Regions from separate parts of the Mus musculus genome. Here all the other regions are linked to region 1. The links are chromatin contacts, called in public promoter capture Hi-C maps. All regions are on one chromosome and are shown on one strand. Each heading gives the region's core, a stretch centred on a gene start, on an enhancer-like site or on the middle of the called end of the contact. The rest is flanking DNA. Distances are from core to core; before and after follow the strand shown.

Region 1 (3,540 bases), core at 705-3,204:
CTCTGATGTTTCTCAGGAACAAGCTGATTCTGCCCACCCTCTTGCTCGTAGAGGCAGAGCTGGCAGTGGAGATGGTCCGGGACAGTTTGTGAGAGCTCCGGGACTCCTTTGTGATGGGGACATGGCTGACCCCTTTGTGCCACCTATTGCGCTTGCTGCCTTTGTCCTTGTCATCGCCAACACCTCTGTGACTGGTTGATTTTTGAAACTCCTTGTCCCCTTCTGTCTTGTGACCTTCTCCTGTCCTCTGGTGCTGCTCACTCCTGCTGCCAACTCTTTCCTTTGCTCTCTGGTCCCTTCTCGACCTCCTTTCCTTATGGGCTTTGGTACTGGTCTCATAGGCTTTCCGACGTCCAGTCTCTTCATTTGAGTGGCTTTCGCTTGGCAAGGTCAAGGCGAGGACAACTGGGACTGGGTCATTTGCTGTTTCTCCAACAGACTTTCCTGTAGTCTCAATCCTGGAATTTGTTACAGTCATGATCTCTTTGCGGGAGAGGCTGGCAGGTGAACTGGGAATATACTCCAAGGACTTGCTTGCCATCCCTGCCAAGGCAATCTTCATGCTCTTTGGCGACATTTTGCCAGTGCTTGCTATGGTCAAATGGCTTTTGCTTCCTCTTGCTCCCAAGGCAGCCTCCTCTACTGTAGCTTTGTTTATCTGTCCCAAGCCTTCAGGCATGTTTGCTGCCAAGCTCAAAGAGTCTACTAGGTCACACACTATTGCCTCTGATGCCGACTCTCTGGCAAGGACTTTTGAGCTTACTTTGGGCGTGGGTATCCTGGACACAATAGTGGATATGTGAGAATCATGGGTTTCCTCCCCACCAGAAAAAGCAGAAGAGCTGATCGCACTCACATCTGTGGTCGCGGGGAGGCTTTTGACGCTGACCTTGTATAGATCTCTTTTTTTTCGGTGGCCGGATTTTCTTTTGCCTTTTTTTTTTGGTATCTTCAGTTCTTCATCCAGAAAAGGCGTGCTCATCATGTCCCCTGCTGGGATGGCATAGGTACTGGTGTTACTGTCCACAGGTGGTCTCAGGAGGTCAATCAATTTTTCCCAGTAGGAAAAGAGATCATCCTTGCTTTCGGGAGGGGGGCACAACTGCAGGTAGCAAGAACGGCCAGTAGCAAACTTGAGACGTAGCTGTTGTTCATCACGTCTGTGAACAGAAATCCTTACAAACTTCAAAGGAAGGAGCCTAGTGAGCTCCAAGGTCTTTCCAGCCTTGCGTTTTTTGCCTTTGGTGCTGTTGGTGGACTGGCCATGTCCCAGAAGCTCATCGAATGGTGCTGGTCGGGCCAGCAGCATGACATCAGGGAGTGGAAGGATGGGACTGGTGCACGCAATGCCCACAGTCACCATTCGGACACGATTGTGCACGTCGATCACTTCTCCATATCTGGTGATCTGGATGAAGTCGCTCTCGAATATCGGCGCGTACTTGAATATATCATACTCTCCTTTGTGCAACTGCTGCTGTAATTTCCCCGTGGCGGTGTCGAACAAGCCGTTGAACATGCCGACTTCAGCACCACTCTGGGCTGTATAATATGGTAACAGAGACTCTTCCTTTACGTCCATTTTGTGTCAAGAAAGGTATGCTGGCAAGGTGGGTTCCTGCGTCTTTCTTGGTCTCCACAGATGAGGGGAGCCACAGTGCTCCTGGGTCACAAAGGTGGCGCTACAACAGGTCTTCTCAACCCCACCCCACAAGCCCCCAGTTTGCCTCAGAGCCTCCAAGAGGCCTGGGCTGGGGGTGGGAAGGGAGCACAGATGATTGGCAAGGGGTGCTGTTGAGTGCCTGGACCCCAAGTCCAACCTCTCCAAAGATGCAGGGTAGACTCCAGGGAGGTTCTCTTCAGGGTCTACAACGCCTTTGACCTCCACCTGTAATTTTTTTTGAAAGCTCCCTGAGAGTCTACAAACTGCAGCCCTAGTGAGAGAGGTGACCACTAGAGCCTGAAGCCCCTGCACAGCCATATTTATCCCCCTCTCCCTTTGTGACCTGTCGCTGGCACATCCCCCTTTGTCCCATCCCCCAGCTGCCCTCCAGGAGGACAGGACCAGGAGGGTACCAACATGAAATGGCATCAGATGGGAACATTGTATATAAGTACTTCCAAATGGGAACATTGTATATGAGTACTTCCTTCTCTTAGCCCAAACTGAAAAGATTCAAAGCCTGTGGGAATTCGAGGAAATGGGGAGATTGGAAACATCTGAGTTTATGGTTTCATTTTATTGGACAGCCTGGATACTGTTCTTGATTCTTCCAGGAAACCTCACTAAATGTTGATGCTGATAACCTTTCAGGACAGCTCTGGCCTCTACTAAGATTATTGCTTACTCTCACTGTACTATGTGTGATATTTCACATACCGGTGGAAGGATCCATGGATGTGTACTAGTTCACAGGACAAAGACACTAAAGGTTAATCACTTATACCCACAAACTATAATGTTCGAATCCAAGTCTTGCTCATTCTAAAATCCTTATTTTAAATCACCACATGGCTTTGCCTCTTGAGAGAAACTTGGGTCAGTCAAATGTTTTCAAACTAGACTGATTTGTTTTTACTACATCATGGGAAATTGTATATAATGTGCGTGTTTGTGTGTGTGTGTGTGTGTGTGTATGCGTATGTGTGCATATGTGTGTCTGCATGTGTGTGCATTCATGTGCCTGTATGTGTGTGTGCTTGTGTGTATATGTGTGTCTGCATGTGTGTGTGCTTGTGTATGCATGTGTGTGCCACATGTGTGTGTGCTTATGTGTGCATGTGTGTGTGTGTGTGTGTGTGTGTGTGTGTGTGTATAGAGTGTGATAAAGAAAGCAGGACAATCACTTTAGATAGTAGGTGAGCTGAGGCGAGGGGGTTTGTGAGTCAGGGGCCACATAATTTTTCCTGTCAGTTTTGCTTTTGTAAAGAACCGTTTACTCTCTTAAGGACCCCAGGTTTTGCTTCCCAGTTTTCCACACTGTGTTTAGTGAAATGCACAGCATAGGGCAAGGGGTAAGGAATCAAGGTCCTCAAATTCCAAGTCCGAACAGCCCTGCTGTTGGGGAGAGCTGTAGAAATCCATTTACATCTCATTTACATCTCATTTACATTCTCATGACTGCCTATCGCCACAGCCACATAGCCAGACTCAGGGTTTCCACATTATTGCCACTTGGACCCCTACTCCAGGCTCGCCCAGTTGGTTTGAAGTCATATTCCAGACACGTGTTCTTTATGAATGAGGCTATCACTATCAGGCTGTGGAAGCACACAAACCTGTTTATTAATTGATAGGCAGATGAGCAAAATCTAGATTCTCCACCTGAAGCACCATGCATGTGCTCAAAGCATTTAAATGTTAAATAGTATGCTGTGTGTTTCCACTCACACACATAACACAAACACCTTTAGAAATCTGGTTCACAAACTTTGTGGCTTTTAAAAGTGTAGCCTTCAACTTTGCATTGACCGTGTGACCTTGCGCAAGCTTCGGAGCTCCCACTTCCTTGTGTGTGGAATGAGCAATGCCCCTAGGGA
Region 2 (3,540 bases), core at 569-3,068, 190 kb before region 1:
GGTAAGCTCCTATCCTTTGGACAGAATAAACTCCCTGCCTAGCAAAGTAATAAAACACGATGAAGCAGGAAGCAGAGAACATCCTCCACTTCCCCAAGGACACACACAGCCTTCTGGCCTGCAGGCTTGCATGCTCAGCTGTCGCCAGCCAGGACCGGGACTGACTGCTGCCATGTCTCTGGGATATGTGATTCCTGCACCTCTCAGGAGTCCTGCTCAGCAAACGGGATCCCTGGGGTCCAGGGAAGCCACCTCCATGGCCACACTCCAGGTTTTCATTTTATATAACACGACACTCCCACCAGAGAACATGTCTCTCTGTAACCATATCCTTGGCCACTGAGCTCAGTTGCTCCCTGGCTGCTCTCCCGAGTAAAAAAGAGAGGGTCACTTGGTGTCTCCCTTTACTCCAGAGACTAATTCATCCAGTGTCCTGGAAAGTCCCTTTAAGCCACAGCCAAATGCTTCATTGGCGCCAGATTAAGCTGGTAAGGGACAGGTCACTGTTCTCTGTAAGCTTCAGAGGTAAAAATCAAAAATCACTGTCATAAAAGGATAGGAAGAGTGTGATGATGAAGATGAAGATGGTTAGCAAAAACTCTAGGAATGATTCACACTGAGAAGTCTGGCTGATTGATTACAAATTCACTCCATAAGTCATTTGCTAGGGAGACCTGGGGGTGGGGGGGGAGGTAAAACACTCACGGAGGGCAGATAGGGTGGACCCTGGGGTTCTATGCTTTCTTGGAGTGGTTGGTGTTGACCTGGTGACATTAGCTTTTGATGAAGATATTACAGGAGCTGAATACATAATGGATTTGGCTCAGCCCAACCTCAGAGCTTAGCCAGCAAGCCCCCTGCCTGCTCCTCTTGGCAGCAGAACAGGACTCAGTAGCTGGACACGAGGTCTCTTCTCCCTGCCCTGCCAAGGATGGGCTGAGCAGGTCCCATCCCTGCCAACCCGCCCATCCCATCCCACCCTTTCCAGCGAAGCCACTGACCTTAGCCAGGAAGGCAGCGTTTCTGATGGCGCCTACCATCTCTCCCCCTCTGGGGTGGACCTTGGCAACGTGCAGCCACATCCGCTCCCAGGTGTGGCTATCGATCGGGAACCCGCTCTTGTTCACGTGGAACAGCACCCCGCCGTCTTTGTCCTCCTCCTCGGAGCCCCCGCTGGTGGCGAGGCTCACGGGCCGCGCGTGGCTGCTCCGGGATCGGGTGCCTTTGGTGATTTTGGGGTGGGGGCAGCGGTGAGTGTCGGCGGCAGAGCCGGTCATGATGAGGGGCACACGGCAAGGGGGCGGAGGACGCCGGCACGCCGGGGATCAGGGCCCCGCGGGAGGTTGGGGTGGCCTTTAACTCTCGCGGCCGTAGGACACACGAAGGGAACCCCGCTCACCGACCGGGCCTGAAAGCAGTGGAAACAGCAGACACTGCAGCTCAATAAGACAGGCATGGGGGTTCCCGCCTCGCTGCCCCAGACCCACCCTTCAGGACTAACGCGAGCTTCCAGCCCCGCCGATTACCTAGCAAGGCGGCTGGAAAGACGCCACGAAGCCTCACACCCAGCTGCACTCGGGGATGGGGAGGCATGCAAGGAGCGCGGGGTGAGGAGGGGACGGGGTAGGAAAAAGCAAGACAGCTGTGTAGCAAGAAGACTCGAGGGTCCCCTCCAGCTTCACGCATCCCTGGGTCCCCAGATGTGGTGGACTGCCACGGTCCCACAGCGAGCGGGCACGTGAGCGCCCGGGGTTGGCGCGAGGGAGCCGCAGCAGCCTCTGCTTGTTAGGGAGGCCTGGCGTCTTCCCGGAAGCCCCCCGAACCCTGGCGCGAGAGGGGCGGCTCCAGCCGGGGTTCCCGGGCAAGCGCAGCGCCGCCCCCTTCCCGCGGGTCCCGCGCGGGCACCGCGAGTGGCAGCTGCGGGCCGCCACGACGCGCGCGGGGCCCGGGGACCCACCTCGGGCCGGCCTCATTGCTGCAGAAGGCTGTTGGGGTTGAGGCGGTCGTCGCCTCATTCCATGTCCCATTCTCGAATGTTATTCTGTGACATATAACTGAGTCACCCGGGCAGCCGCCGATGTTCCGAATGCGGCCATTGGACACCGCAACAAAGAGGGGCGGGTCCCGAGCTTGGGACTCTACAACCCGGAGCTCTGCGTCTCTGCGATTGGTTCCAGGGTTCCCGGGCGGGAGGGGATACGAGTTAGGGAAGCTGGGCTGCCACGCGAAATCCGATGCTGCAGTATCCTGGGAGCCCCGCGGAGCTGGAGCGACTGTCCAGGGACTAAGATCCAGTTTCCCTCGGGCAGAGGCGCAGCAGCTAAGCTCCGGAGATGAGATAAGGAAGTAGTGGGCCTGGTGGAGCAGTGTTGGTCGAGGAGCTGGGCACAGTGACTACACAGGGCTCTGGGTGGCTCTAGGAAAGGCCAACTTTAATACTTATTTAAATTCTCCATTACAAGTTTCTCCCCAGATTAACAAGTGTGTACAGCCCTGAATCCTCTATTAGTAGATGTGGATAACAAGGTTCTTCAACCCAAGCTGCTGTGAGAGGCAATTCGAGCCCCTTCTGTTCTGTAGTCACTGTAGAGGGATGCTTGAAGCCAAGGGAGTGGCCTTCCCACAGCTTCTCCTCCTCTTCTTTGTCGTCGTCTTCCTCTTTGTCGTCTTCTCCTCCTCCTCCTCCTCCTCCTCCTCCTCCTCCTCCTCCTCCTCCTCTTCCTTCCTTCCTTCCTTCCTTCCTTCCCTTCTTCTTCTTCTTCTTCTTCTTCTTCTTCTTCTTCTTCTTCTTCTTCTTCTTCTTCTTCTTCCTTCTATCTCTCTCTCTCTCTTTCCCTCTCTCTCTCCCCCTCCCTCCCCCCCAGCCCGTGTGTGTGTGTGTGTGTGTGTGTGTGTGGTGTGTGGTGTGTGTGTGGTGTGGTGTGTGTGTGTGTGTGTGTGTGTGTGTGTGTGTGTTTATACGTGAGGCTGGAGTATTGGGTTCAGCGAGTTAAGATCACTGTCTTTAAGGAAGACCAGCACTTTGGGTTCAGCACCCGTTCTCAGCTTCAGGAGGATCACACAAGTTGGGCCTCCTGGGCACCTGCGCTCTCATGTTTGTGCTGACTCTGACATATATGCAAAGACATGTAATTTAAAAATATTAGAAATAAATATTTTTAAACCTTTTACATTTTGCATTTGTCGTGTGTAAGTGTGCAGGTGTACGGATTTGGAGAGCGTGTGTAAGTATGTAGGTGTACGTGTGGAGTGTGTGTGTGTGTGTGTGTGTGTGTGTGTGTGTGTGTCGAGATCAGAGGACAAAGTACTGGTGGCCATTCTCTCATTATACCACATAGGTTCCAGGGGTCAAACTCAGGACCTCGGGCTTGGTGACCAGCCAGTAACCACTGAGCCATCTCACCAGCCCAAAGTACCTTTTTCTTAGTGATAGTGTCTTCCTTCTTGCTTCCTCCATCCCACCCTCCCTCTCTCACTTCCTCTCTCTCTTACTTTTATTTTGAGAAAGAGCAAGCCAAAGTGGAAGAAGCCACAGACTGC
Region 3 (3,540 bases), core at 478-2,977, 170 kb before region 1:
AACCTTCTGGGTGATTCAAGGCAGAGACAGAGACAGGCTCATTCCTCTAGCAGGGACTCCAAGATTTTAGAGGTGGCTTGCCCTTTCTTTGTGTCAATACACTTCTCTCCTCAAACAGTTCAGAACACGACCAGTAGAGGCTGTGCTTTCCCAACTGCTGAAGTGAGAATGGCTAGCCATGCTTTTCTGAAAGACTTTTTTCTGTCTTGGAAAAGTTGTATGTAGTTGCAGTTCTGACAGATGGATTTCAGATCCAATGTGTCTGGCCTCACCGTCTCCTACTGGATAGTAGGACTATCTTTTGTTGTTCTGTTTTGTCTTTTGGGGCTTTTGTTTTTGTTTTGTTTTCAAGACAGGGTTTCTCTGTATAACAGCCCTGCTGTCCTGGAACTTGCTTCATAGACCAGGTTAGCCTCAAACTCACAGAGTGCTGGGATTAAAGGTGTGTGCCACCATGTTCAGCGTGTATATCTGAGAGCCACAAGCATGCAGTGCCCACAGAGGCCAGAAAAGGATGTTCTGTCCTCTGAGACTGGAGCTGTGAGCCACGATGTAGATTCCGAGAATTGAACCCAGGTCCTCTGGAAAGCAGATAATACTCTTACCTGCTAAGCCATCTCTCCAGTCCTGACAGTAGGGCTATCTATCTGAGCGTTATTGCTTTGGCCCACACGGATCACCTGGATCACACTTGAGGCGGTTACCTGCCTTTCCTGTCTCATTGAATTGGAAAGCTAAGAAAAGGTCTTTATAGTATTTTGTTTCATTTTAAGAAATGTTTAAGAAATGCAGGTTCAAGAGGGACACTGAAATGAATTGCTGGGAGTAAAGAGTTTATTAAAGCATCATGAGCAGAGAGATAGATAACAGTATGACAGGAACTCTGAGGACAAGAAGCAGGGTCCTGAGGCACACATGTGTGGGAATCTCTCTGTCTCTCTCCGTCTCTCTCTCTCTATGTCTCTGTCTCTCTCTGTGTTTCTCTCTCTGTGTGTTTCTCTCTGTCTCTGTCTCTGTCTCTGTCTGTCTCTCTCTCTCTCTCTCCCTCTCTCCCTCTGTCTTGATATTTTGAGACAGGGTTTCTCTATGTAGCCCTGGCTGTCTCAGAACTTGCTTTGTAGACCAGGCTAGCCTCAGACTCACAAAAATCCACCCACCTCTGCCTCTAAGTGTTAGGATTAGGGTTATGCACCACCATGCCTGGCTTCAGTTTTTTCTTTAGTCCTGTGTTATGGGTTATACAACAATCGTAAGAACCATTATTTCCGGATCACAAGAGGACCTAAGCTTTGTTCCTTTGCTGCCCAGGTCCCTTGGCCACCATCTCCTGAGTGCATGTGTCACCAGGTCTTCTGAATTTGTTTTGTGCATCTTGTGTGACATATATGGAAATGGCTAGATACTGTGGTCTATTTATTAGCAGCTATTATAAACAAGAACAGATTAATACGCTACAACACCATGCCTCTCAAATCAGCCAGACTGCTTCTTACATGTGGATATCACCACAAGAGCACAGTGGGCCAGCATCACTGAGAGGCAGTTATATGCCTTCTGCAGAAAAATAATCCTCACAAGTTAGTAATATTAATTTAAAAAAAAGGATCAGGTTTCAAGACTCAGGCTCCCTAATGTTTTCATAACACATTTTATGGTATACTGGGGAGTGCTTAAGAAGCAGCCGAGGCAGGAAGATGACACAGCATCATGAGGCTACCCAGTGACTCACAGTATCAAGTGTTACATACATATGACCAGTCAGCTTCACAAGACTAAACAAAGTGCCTGAGAAGACTAATCCTGTGGCTCTATGTCTATCATCTGAGGTTTGTGATGGAATCATCTGGGCTCCAAAGGATATATGTGGGCCCTTTCATTCCAGTTTGGCTACCTTCAGCATGTGAAGCCCCTCTCTTGAGATGGCTCCACTTCCTACATGCCTCTCTCCTAAGGTATGTGCCATGGTTTTGGCATCTCCAGTATTCTGTGATCTCCATGCTACTTAGGCATCATCTTGACCTCACAGAATGGCTTCCATGGCCTCCATGCAGGGATTACAACTCCACCACACATCAACTAGCCTTTGCGGCTCTCTGAAACCATGGATCAGCTCTTGTGAGCCTCTCAACCTGAGTCTTTCATGCTTGGGAAAAAAAAAAAAAACAGTATCAAGGGGACAGTGATGTCAACATTGTTGCCATCTTGTGATGGAGCCTGATCCACTTTGACCTACAGAAGCAGGAAGTACGAAGCATGCTGTGTGTGTTGTCTCTGGAGGAGACATTTTCCTAGGGGGTTGCTTTCCAGGAGTAAGGAACCCCTTCCACCTTCTAAGCTGAGCTTTCTCTTTTAAAATGAATACGTATCTTTATAAGTTGCAGCCTTAGCCGAGTGGCATCTTCTGTTGAGGCCTACTTGTCCCAGTGCGAGGCATAGGGTTTATCTTTAACAATTACAGACTCTTATTTAGCATTCATATTGGTTGCAAATTTAAACTTTCTTTTTCTTCACCAAACTGCATATTTTTTAAATTATTATTTTTATTTATTTATTTATTTATTTATTTATTCTTTGCCCAACTTTTTGATTTTTTTCTACTGTGGGCCTGGATATATTTAAATTTAGCCTGACACAAAATTTCAGGGCATGGTAAGAACAAAGCTAAAATTTTGGACAGAATATACCAAGAATCATGTCTAGTTTTGTTCTCCAAAAAATTCTTTATTCCTCTTTGAAACCTCATAAATTTCTGCATTTGTCTCAACCTGGTGTTCCAAACCCCTGCCAGAACGACACACTAAGCTATCTTTTCAGTATTCAAAGGGTTTTTTAGCTCCAAATCCCAAACTCTTCTACATTCTTGCTGTAAACCAGTTCCAAAGACCTGAGAACCACATAGTCAGGTTCATCACAGTAGCAACCCCACTCCTGGTACCAATTGTACATCTTAGTTATATTTCCTATTGGTGTGCAAAATATCTTGACAAAAGCAACTTAAGGGAGAAAAGGTTTATTTGGGTTCACAGTTTGAGGGTACAGACCATCATAGCAGCTCTGGTAGCAAGAGTTTAAGATAACTGATTACATTGTATCAGCAATGAAGAAGCAGAGAATGGGGCCTGGAGAAATGGTTCTGCAGTTAAAAGAACTGGCTGCTCTTCCAGAGGTCCTGAGTTCAATTCCCAGCAAGCACATGGTGGCTCACAACCATCTGTAATGGGGTCTGATGCCCTCTGCTGGTGTGCAGGTGTACATACAGAACTCACATACATTAAACAAACAAGAAAATAAATCTTAGCAGAGTGCTGAATACTTACCCAGCCGGCTTTCTCTTGTTTGTGCAGCCCAGGACCATCGGCCAAGGAATGCTGACACCCATATATTTAAAATGGTCTTCCCTTCCATATCAGTTAACCTGATCAAGATAACCCTTCATAGGTATCTCCAGATGTTTGTCTCTTTGGTGATTGTAGTGTAGAATCTGTCAGGTTAACACTCAACATAACTTAATGAGCAGAGAGATCATGGCAAGCAGAGCAT
Region 4 (3,540 bases), core at 557-3,056, 150 kb after region 1:
TCTCTCTCTCTCTCTCTCTCCTACCCTCTTAACTCCCTCTCCATGCCCTAAATAAACTCTATTCTACACTATACCGTTGTGTTTCCCTCAGGGGGAAGAGATGAAGAGATGCCTCGGCATCAGCATGGGCCCACTGAGGCACCCCCTCCCCCCACACCTCACCACACCCCCATAGAACATATATTAATACCACTTTATCTTTTTATGATGACAACACTCACCATCTCTTTCGCCAACAACAAATGACCAAGATCTGGTCCTCTACCCACTAGAAACCCTGGGTTCTTCCCCAGCCAGTCTGGGTGCCCCGATGCAGAGTGCTCCACATAAACCATACTGCACACCCAGTGTAGGCAGTGAGAAGCCCGCCCGCCCGCATCAGTAAGGCGTGGATTGCCTTGCTAGGCAGAACAACAGGCCAGCTTTGCTAACTGTTCTCCCCATGCGCCTATACCGGGAGTTCCCTCCGCTGTCCGGTAACACCCGTTCACATTCCCGCCATGTTCCTATCCCTGTGTTCTTATGGACCTGTGGGTCAAAAGCAGCAGTTCTTGGGCTGCAGAGATAGCTCAGCAGTTTAGAGCACTGACTGCTCTTCCAGAGGTCATGAGTTCAAATCCCAGCAACCACATGGTGGCTCACGACCATCTGCAATGAGATCTGATGCCCTCTTCTGGAGTGTCTGAGGACAGCTACATTGTACTTGTATATAATAAATAAATAGACGGGAGCAAGCGCGGCCAGAAAAAAAAAAAAAGCAGCGGTCCTCAACCTTCCTAACGCTGCAACTCTAAACAGTTTCACATGCGGTGGTGACCCCCACAACCATAAAATGATTTCCATTGCTACTTCATCATTGTAATTTTGCTACTGTTATGAATCCTAATGTAAGCATCTGTGTTTTCTGACAGTCTTAGGACCCACAGGCTGAGAACCACTGGCCTCAGCTTTCATCCCTAAAGATCTGTTTTGGGAGAGACCCTTGCATATTTGGTCTATGTAAGGTTCGCTAACACCGAAGCTAGGGAGCTCAGGGCACATAGATTCAGCGAAGCAACACGGGTCCTTCCCTCCTGTACCACTGAGCACGTGCCTCAGTTTCCCTATCTGTAAAGGTAGGGGATTAATTCCTGGAATCACTACAATGCCAAGAGACCGGTTCTTCCTAACTGGATTCAGGCTTCCTCCCCATCTAAAGCAGCTACCCATATCGGGTAGTGTTATTTCCTCCTTTGCGTTCATCCCCACCAGCCCAGACACTAAATGGGGTCTGAAGGGTGAGCTTCAGTAGGCCCGGGACACCGGGGCAGGAAAGGAAAGGCTTGGATCATCCTGCCGGCCCCAGACCCCCCTAGCTCAGTGCGCACTCTCAGGCCGGTCACTTTGCACAAACTGTAGGCCGTGTGACCCCAGCTCACCCTCACACTAAAATCTAGAAGGGTCTGAGGTCTGTACTCAGACCCACAGCGACAAGGCGGGGCGGAGGAAGCGCGGGGTGGGGCGTCAGGGCGACGCCCTGCCTCCACCCGGCCTCGCGTGGGTCCCCGCCACCAGTCAGCTCGGGACAGCCGCCGGCCCAGGCCGCGCCGCCTACCTCCTCGCCGCCGTAGCGGGCCAGCTCCTCCTCGGTGAAGAGCCGCACCGGGGGCCCGCGCTCTGCGGGGCGCGGCGTCTGCCCAGCCCAGGCTGAGGGCACTGGGACCAGAGCCAGCGCCAGGACGAGCGCCGCCAGCAGCCGCAGCCGCCACCAGGGCGCGGGGCGCGCCATAGACAGCGAGGAGCAGGCGGGAGGACGGCGGGGCGGGGCGGAGCACAGTCGGCTCCTAGGGAGGGGCCCTGTAAGACAGGACCCAGCCTTATCAATTTGTCCTCTCCTCCTTTCTCTCTGACGCTAAGTCCTACTACATAGCCTGTAATGTTCTTGAACTGGTGGCTATCCTTCTGCCTCAGTCTCCAGAGAATTGGGATTATACACTAGTGGCACCAGGCCCGAGTAACTTGCCCCCCCTTCCTTCCTTCCTTCCTTCCTTCCTTCCTTCCTTCCTTCCTTCCTTCCGTCCTTCCTTCCTTCCTTCCTTCCTTCCTCCCTTCCTCCCTCCCTCCCTTCCTTCTTTCTTCTCTCCATCCCTTTCCCTTACTCCCTTCCTCTCCTCCCTCTCCTTCCCCCATCTTTCATTCCTTCCTTCCCTCACTCTCTTCCTTCCTCTTCCCCATCTGTCTTTCCCTCGTTCCTTTCTTTTCTTTTTTCCTTTCCTTTCCTTTCCTTTCCTTTCCTTTCCTTCCCTTCCCTTCCTCTCCTATCCCTTTCCCTTCCCTTCCATTCCCTTCCTCTCCTATCCCCTTCCCTTCCCCCCCCCCTTCCCTTCCCTTCCCTTCCCTTCCCTTCCCTTCCCTTCCCTTCCCTTCCCTTCCCTTCCCTTCCTTTCCTATCCCCTGTCCTTCCCCTCCCTTCCTTTCCTTCCAGGATTTCGTTCTGTTTTTCAGGCTGGCTATGTCCCAAGGCTGACCTTGCAGGGATCTTCCTAGCCTGGCTCTTTTATAGAATTGTGTTGCAACGAACATGATTATGGCTTTGAAGGCTGTGCCAAACTCACAACACATTATCTGCTTTATACCGAGTCGCAGAATCTCAAGGTTGAAGAGGCCCTTCTAACTCCCAGGGTGAAATATCACAGCCTTCTTGAGGCCTAACACATCTTGACAATATCTCTGGCCTTGAGCACTCTGGCTGCTCCAGCCTCTTCTCGCTCTGCAGGCCTGTGTGTCAGGAAGCCAAAAGATTCTTCCTGCAATTTCTCCTGACCACATGAAATGCGCTGCCTGTTCTCCCAGAGGTCCTGGATTCTACACTTACACGGCAGTTCACAAGCATTTGTAACTCCAGTCCCAGGGGCCCTGACACCCTTTCTGGCCTCTGCAGGCACCAGGTACAAATGTGGTATACAAGCAAAACAGCCATACATATAAGTAAAATTTAAAAAGAATGTAGAAATTATTTTCCAATAATGTTTCCTAGTATTTATTTCTTAGCTGTATCCAACAGGAAAGCAGACTGCTGGCCACACAGGTGACAGAGGCTGAGGCTGAGACCTGTGGCAGAGAAGACCAGCCACAGGGAGGAGGAGGTGTGGCTCACATGTCTGGAGCTATGAAATAAGAGGCTAGAATCTTGGGAGGGAAGCTGGAGTTTGATGGCTGCTGTGGTCTAAGGCAGGGAATGGATGCTCACAGCGGATCCCCTGCTCTCCCTTCCCTTGAGCCTGCCAATCTCAGGCAGCACTTCCCCTTGATGGAATTCAAAGGAAACTCTGCTCTAAAGACTTTCTGATGGCTCATTTTTATTCCCTGGGCTCTGTGAACAGTGTATTAGCACTCAATATACTAATTAGTAACTAATTGCTAATTAGCAATGAACATGCTAATTGATAACTAATTAGTATTAGTAACAAATACATTATTCACAACCAATGATTTACAAGAAGTAATTTAAGGAAATAAAGGTTTATTTTGACTCACAGTTTTGGAGATTCCGTCCCCCAG

Evidence for each region. Promoter capture Hi-C pulls out the DNA fragments that hold promoters and counts their contacts. Capture Hi-C pulls out chosen DNA fragments and counts their contacts.
Region 2: a promoter capture Hi-C map of liver shows a contact between it and region 1. The contact joins the promoter of Vash2 here to the promoter of Fam71a in region 1. A contact is called at or near these places in 4 of 39 promoter capture datasets (the C10 cell line, liver, macrophages and 1 more), 1 of 15 datasets of contacts at CTCF or cohesin (the NIH/3T3 cell line), 2 of 484 Hi-C or Micro-C datasets (bone marrow-derived macrophages and embryonic stem cells), 2 of 115 datasets of contacts at active chromatin or transcription factors (embryonic stem cells and pancreatic cancer cells) and 3 of 9 other capture datasets (adipose tissue, liver and macrophages).
Region 3: a promoter capture Hi-C map of macrophages shows a contact between it and region 1, with 6 read pairs. The contact joins the enhancer-like site here to the promoter of Fam71a in region 1. A contact is called at or near these places in 5 of 39 promoter capture datasets (the C10 cell line, macrophages, neutrophils and 2 more), 6 of 484 Hi-C or Micro-C datasets (B cells, adipose-derived mesenchymal stem cells, bone marrow-derived macrophages and 2 more), 2 of 115 datasets of contacts at active chromatin or transcription factors (both in bone marrow-derived macrophages) and 2 of 9 other capture datasets (adipose tissue and liver).
Region 4: a promoter capture Hi-C map of liver shows a contact between it and region 1. The contact joins the promoter of Nenf here to the promoter of Fam71a in region 1. A contact is called at or near these places in 8 of 39 promoter capture datasets (the C10 cell line, the HPC-7 cell line, liver and 4 more), 1 of 484 Hi-C or Micro-C datasets (bone marrow-derived macrophages), 2 of 115 datasets of contacts at active chromatin or transcription factors (bone marrow-derived macrophages and pancreatic cancer cells) and 3 of 9 other capture datasets (adipose tissue, liver and pancreatic islet).

What each region holds. Positions count from the first base shown.
Region 1 is chr1:191,162,863-191,166,402 of GRCm38.p6, forward strand. Fam71a (family with sequence similarity 71, member A) reads right to left here and starts at 1,955. Exons shown (of 1, transcript NM_001109759.1): 1 at 1-1,955. The coding sequence starts at 1,582.
Region 2 is chr1:190,977,180-190,980,719 of GRCm38.p6, forward strand. Vash2 (vasohibin 2) reads right to left here and starts at 1,819. Exons shown (of 8, transcript NM_144879.2): 1 at 1,527-1,819; 2 at 1,002-1,408. The coding sequence starts at 1,277.
Region 3 is chr1:190,996,539-191,000,078 of GRCm38.p6, forward strand. It overlaps the pseudogene Gm8407. Among named protein-coding and RNA genes, the nearest start is that of Gm31373, 5.6 kb to the left of the region's middle. Within about 2 kb of position 1,728, at least 33 of the 459 cell types and tissues checked have an H3K27ac peak or open chromatin away from gene starts, as enhancers often do. A contact at or near this core is called in adipose-derived mesenchymal stem cells, bone marrow-derived macrophages and macrophages, where this site is marked.
Region 4 is chr1:191,316,325-191,319,864 of GRCm38.p6, forward strand. It overlaps Nenf (neuron derived neurotrophic factor), which reads right to left and starts at 1,807. Exons shown (of 4, transcript NM_025424.3): 1 at 1,595-1,807. The coding sequence starts at 1,768.